Regions from separate parts of the Bombyx mori genome. Here region 1 is linked to region 2. A link is a contact called in public Hi-C data. All regions are on one chromosome and are shown on one strand. Each heading gives the region's core, a stretch centred on a gene start, on an enhancer-like site or on the middle of the called end of the contact. The rest is flanking DNA. Distances are from core to core; before and after follow the strand shown. Region 1 has its middle 30 kb from the start of LOC134200099. Region 2 holds the start of LOC101741792 (SWI/SNF-related matrix-associated actin-dependent regulator of chromatin subfamily E member 1).

The links. Hi-C and Micro-C count contacts between places; a contact is called where the count stands out from the background.
Region 1: a Hi-C map of midgut shows a contact between it and region 2, with 1.6 times the contacts expected there. The contact joins the enhancer-like site here to the promoter of LOC101741792 in region 2. A contact is called at or near these places in 3 of 7 Hi-C or Micro-C datasets (midgut and whole pupa).

The regions. Positions count from the first base shown.
Region 1 is chr14:6,576,847-6,579,976 of ASM3026992v2, reverse strand. No RefSeq gene overlaps it. Among protein-coding and RNA genes, the nearest start is that of LOC134200099, 30 kb to the right of the region's middle. Within about 2 kb of position 1,651, at least 3 of the 8 cell types and tissues checked have open chromatin away from gene starts, as enhancers often do.
Region 2 is chr14:6,524,629-6,527,913 of ASM3026992v2, reverse strand. It overlaps LOC101741792 (SWI/SNF-related matrix-associated actin-dependent regulator of chromatin subfamily E member 1), which reads left to right and starts at 1,635. Exons shown (of 13, transcript XM_062672067.1): 1 at 1,635-1,793; 2 at 2,653-2,727. The coding sequence starts at 2,661.

The DNA of each region.
Region 1 (3,130 bases), core at 402-2,901, 52 kb before region 2:
GAGAACTTCGAAGACCCTTCCTCAAGCTTTCCCGAGGTAGGTTTCCCGCTATGTCATTAGAATTACAAAATATATTTTTTTAATGAAACACACTCTAACAAAATATCTGACCAGAATTCAAGGAAGCAAAGGTAGGATAGGAGCATCAATAAAAAAGGTATTAAAAGTAGAATGTCATAGAAGTGTCGTTAAAAATTCTGTATACGTCGACACAGGTATGAGCCAAGTATATAACCTGTCTTACATTATCACCAGGTATTGGGCGGCTCTGTCCATTAAACATACATCAATTATAATTCAAACGACGTGACGGAAGGAAACATCCTTTGATGACCTCAATCATATATGGACAGGAATATCAGAATTGTGATATGGATATTCGTGCCACTGACTTTCTCTCCGGATCTACTCAGTGGGTCGCGATTCTGATCCAGTTGTAGATTCTCCGAAGCACCGCTCTTGCTAGGGCTAATGTTAGCAAATTCTCTCAGGTTGAACCCGTTGAGCCGAGCTCCCATCCGAGTGTAGCTGGAATAGCCATTGCTTGAAAATTGGACGCAACCAACCTACCAGCCAATAAGTCTACTATCGAATAGATAGGAAAAAAAGATATTCGCATTTAAATAAGCAAATAAACATTGACGCGGCTACTATGATTGATGTTACGGTGAAAAGGTGCAGTGTTTGTTTGGCTAATTCGTTTTCAACATTTCTTATGCTAAATACTAGAAAAGCACCGCTATTTAAATAGTTTTGTCAACACTTACGTCAAGGATTATCAAACAATTTAATTACCAAAGCAAATGTTAAACTCGAGAATAACATTCGTATATACAAATAGGCAAATAATGAGGTAACAGAAGCTATTATCCTTGTGATTAGTGTTTAAATTCCAGATGCAACTTAAATTTGGCATTGCACTACACTGGAAAACCAGTTGACCGCATTAAGGTGAGACTTAAATAGACTGCTAGATCGTAATTCGCCCCCTCGTCTATATCAACCAAATCATATACAGTTCATCAAAATGTAATCTGTGGTCATAACTTTTAAATTGATTCAAAGTTAACGTTAATATCATTGTCCGCTGAACATTTCTGATTTCGTACATAATATTTAGGACCTCGACATGATGATCGCCATTAAAATTAGTCTTATCAGCGCATTTGATGATAAATTGGATACGATTTTGTAGAGTTGGACCTGGTGGTAGTACCTCTTGTGAGTCCGCACGGGTAGGTACCACGAGCCCGTCTATCTCTGCCGTGAAGCAGTAATGCGTTTCGGTTTGAAGGGCAGCCATTGTAACTATACTGAGACCATAGAACTTATATCTTAAGGTGGGTGGCGCATTTACGTTGTAGATGTCTATGGGCTCTGGTAACCACTTGGGCTGTGAACGCGTCCAACCATGCAAGCAATAAAAAAAATGCACTTTGTAAATTGTAATAGTTTTACTACAATCAAACTAAAGCCGTGCGTGCGGTCTTCGCGTCGCAACGCATATTGTAAATAAAGTCTAGACTGGCGGAAACCAAGCTTGCCAAAATCGTAGTACAGATGAGTGACAAGCGGCACGCCTTCCTCATGGTCTTATCAACTCTGTTCAACTGTAAACAAAATATGAAGATGACTCATCTAGTAAAAAATAATCTTGCGCCACCGATCACTATCCTTGGTGACATGCAACGCATCGCGTATTGATGCGCCGGGTGTGATGCGAACCTGACTGGGGCAAATTATCGGACTGAGACCTCGTGAGCTTTCGCCATCGATCTCACCGGCGATTCAATTTCAAAGTCATCGCTGTCTTTTCTAGTAATTTGCCTAAAGTATTATAGTAAAAAGTGACTCTTACATCTGGTACAGCATGTTGCGCGTCTGTTTTTTTATTTATTCCCTATGCATTGTAATTGTGGTTACCGTTGCTCATTGGACATCAGAAAGAAGTACAGCCAAGTCGCTCCCTACCACTGAGTACTTTCCGTAAGCCTCGTTTGAAGAAAGGCACGTCATAGCAATCAGGAAACAACGTGAAGACGCTTCATTTCAAAGCTTAATGATACGTGGCGAAAAATCTCTGAAAACACACTCTAAGATTTTTGGGAATACACAGTCTCTTGCCTATTATTGCCGAACCGCTCAAAAGCACTCGTAAACATCAGATTCCGTCCACACCGTAAAAACAGAAATAATGGTCACATAACCACTCCCGAAACCGTTATCTCTGAAGCAAGTGACACATAAGCTACCACTGAAACACGATGACGTTAATCCTATATTTTTAAACATGATACTATTATTAAAACGATTTAGTAGTATTCGGATAAGTCGGGTTCAACAGACAGCAGTACTGTTTTCGGGCGGTCAATATTTATCTGGAGTCATGCCAAATCAATTCTAAGTAACGTACATAATTTGTTGACAAAATATAAACGAACCGTGCAAATATTTCATCACGAACTCCAATGTTGACTGGATAAATAAGAATCGATATAGCGATCAATAGTGACGCCATTTTTCTTGGCATTTTTTCCGGTGGTGTACCTAAATATAAATTACGGCCTGTCTGGTCAGTGTACCTGTCTACAGAAATCCAAGTGTGAATTTTTTTCGTGACTGAGAAAAACATAAATAATATAGTCGCATTCGGGTCATTAGTAAATTTTTCAATGAGAGATTGTAAACGTATGCAGAGCCTAAGTTGGGTAGAATGAAATAGAAATGGCTAATGGACTAGTAGTCAACCTAAGAACTGTGTTGTGTGTCGTGATCAATTGTAAAAGTCTAAATATCAAGAGCATTACTTTCTCAATGCATACTCAATGCATGTTTTTTTTTTATTGCCCTTGTAGGCAGACGAGCATACGGCCCACCTGATGGTCAGTGGTTACCGTCGCCCATGGACTTCAGCAATGCCAGGGGCAGAGCCAAGCCGCTGCCTACCGTGTCACTACCGTGGTCACTTATTCCCAAAAAGTGACCACGAGCACATTAAATGGTCACCACTTAGACAAATATAATAAATAACCAGTACAATTAGACATCCGAACGCCAAAAAAAAACACTAAGTCCACGACTCGAACTGAGCCGTGCTCTGCAGTCAAGGTCATTAACCACTAACTGATTG
Region 2 (3,285 bases), core at 386-2,885:
GTTTAGATTTAGTCTTATAATGGAAACGTTAAAAAAGCGATTGATTTATGTAGATTATGTAAATCGTTACCAGTTTTCCATCGATGGACGTCGCCAACGATCTACCTCGTGTGTGCTTAGTGCGAGGGTTTTAACTGCTCGATCGCGTAGAAATTAAATCAAATTTGTATGGAGTTGGAACAGCTTCCCTTCGTACGCCGCCTCTAGCGAAGAAGAACTGAAGACAGAGCCGAGTTGGACCATCTGAATTAAAACAATAGTACACAATTATATAATTGGGCTGTGAGGTCGTCCACCCATCTAAGCAATAAAAAAAACCACAGTCTCGATCAGCGTGTTTGTCCCGCACTAGTGAATCTGAATACTCTGTTTCCAAAGCCGCAGACATAAGTCATACACAATACGTAGCCTTAGTTTATACATGTACAGATAGGCTCAAACAATGAAACCTGGTAACATGACAATTAGCATTATTATCATCTACTAATTTCGCAATGTCAAGCCACACCTATCTCGGAATAATATTAAAAGGTACCCTAGCTTCATATGCTAGATAGCTTTTATCGAATCCATGAATGCTCACTTGCACTCCGCCCATAGTCAAAACAGCCCTTCGTTGTGAATGAGTTTATATGACCATTGCATGTATTTATAATGTATTTTGGTGTGACTTAAATAACATTTAATTTTTTAATAAATTAATTTAAAAATTTGTTCAGTGCGCTTTGAAGAAACTAACTGCATTCTAGCAGTTATTATCTTTATGTATTTACCATTAGCGTAGGTATTGCTCTAATGTAAATTGTGTGTGACGATAGCAACAATAATCATCAAGGGCGTTATTTGCAAGTAAAAAAAAAGAAGACAATGTAACGTTTTTTCATAACAACAACGCGATCCGATTACCCCCTTTATCGTGTATCGTTGTGTTGGCATTTTATCTTCCAAACCAGCTTCTTTCTTCTTCTTCTTTTTTTTTTAAATCTGACATTTGTTTTCTTAATGTTTATTTATGGCCAATAGTTACATTCTCTTTTATCTTAGTTTAATTTAAAAGATTTCTACATACAGAGTATATAAAAGCTTCTATTATTCCGTTATATGAAAAATGCTGTGCGATATGAGATTAACTTCATTAATTTGAGTCTTCAATCAATTGGGATGAAATTAAAAGAGACGACATGAAATGGGATAAAAAAAAGTAAAGTCTCCGTAAAATACAGTTTTTTTAGGATTGAGAGATTACTGGTGGCCCGGAGGCCTTTTCAATTTCGCCAGGACAGATCGGCGAGCAAACACTCAGCCAGGATTTGCTAACAACTGCCCGAGCGCCTCCAAAGAGACCTAACAACCCACGAGCAGCAAAATAGTGGTTATTTACTGAAAGTTCGGTGGATTTTTTCGAAAAACCAGAGATGCCACGTTCGGTGGCTTGTGTTTAATTTTCCCACATTTGTACATACACTTTCACTAATGCCAAATAGTTAACAAATCACAATTTTTACACAATTAAACGCGAAGAGATCCAAAATCAACATTTTAAAACGACCTTAGAATGAACGTACAATTTAATAATCGACTAACAAAACTATGTGTTACATTTGATACCATAAATTGCTCTACTCTAATCTACGTTGACAACGTCAATTGTCATTTGGTTCAATTAAATTAAAAATGGAATGAAAGATGGAGATTGAAATAGGCCCGTTAGTATTTTAATGAAAAAGACGCGTTGCCATTATCGAGCCTTTTAAAAATTAAACCAAGCTTGAACTTTCAATAAAAGCGATAAGGTAGTACGATACATCATTTATTAAGTTTTAACTTACTTTACTCTTTGGTTTTTACTAAATAAGTAAGTAAGTAATATGGTTGCATAAAACTTTATTTTTATAAACAATGTATCTTGATAGCGGATTTGTTCGTATTACAACAAAAAAGTAAACAGACTTACAAAATAATTGTTGCATTATTTCCAAGCAATTTCATTCAAAAAAATTAAACATTTTAAGTTATCTTTAAATTCAAATACATCCGTACTGTTGGCATTTTCATTAAGATGTTTAACAATGCAAACACAGCGTGATCATAGCCTCTTTATATTAGCCTATCCAAATAAGACTCCAATTTAATCATTTGTAATATTAGTCATTCAGCCTCCCTTCAACAAAGTGGTTATAAAATGAAGCGAATAAAAAAGAACTGACTTTCAATATCGACGTCGTCTCTTGTTTTTTTCAGTTTTGTGATTTCCACCTATAACATTTTAATTAAAAGTATTAAGTACAGATTAAGGATATATTTTTGTTTGTTTTCCCAAACACCTTATGTAGACTAGAAATCATTAAATGAAACTTAATAAAATGCAAACGAGGGGATTGAAATTAAATTGCCATAACTGCAATACATTTTTTAAATAATCCCCATTATACAGCTGGTGTTCTTTCTGTAATTATATACATCCCAAAAATTTGAACAAGAAGTGCTTGTGAAGTAGTTTCACCAGTATTGAGTTTGTAATGGTGTGAGACTTGTTTTATAAAATGTATAATATGACTATGACACTAGCTCATAAACTATGAGTACAAAAAATAAAGAATGATAAGCCAATAAATATGCTTGTTTTGGAATAAATTCAAAATTTGGTTTCAGGTGTGCCAATGGCTACACAAAACAATTACAAACAAAACACTTCGATGTCAATGCCCAGTCCTCAGAGCAATCCGCGTTTGTATTACCAACTATAATCACAAAAAATTTAAATATATATTTTATTAAATTTTAAATATTATTAATGTAGTGAATGTTGACTGCCATTGAATTTGTAATGATATGTTCTAAACAGCTAATTTTATTTAAAAACTAGATAATACTAATCTTTTAAAAATGTTTCCTTTTATATAAACTTTGTTGGATTTTCTCTTAATTTAAGTCTGATCTGATTTAAATGTTTCCTGAGACCTCTTCATATTTACATTGATATGCTGTGAGTTTTCTTGCAGCAAAATAATGGAGGGACAAGATGGCAATCAACACATTACACTGTATATTTTAAATTATAAATTAGTAAGAAATAAGTTAGTAATAAGCTAATGTAATGATAGCAGTGCTAATTACGTTTAGATTTTTTTAATAAAATATTAATGGCAATAGTTATAGTATTTTATCAAATAGATTGTTTATTGTTAGTAAGAATGTTGTTAGATACTAACTTCATTAACATGTGAAGTTGTCGCCATTGCAAGCTTGGCAGTGCTGAGAACTGTACCTGATATAGCTGGTATC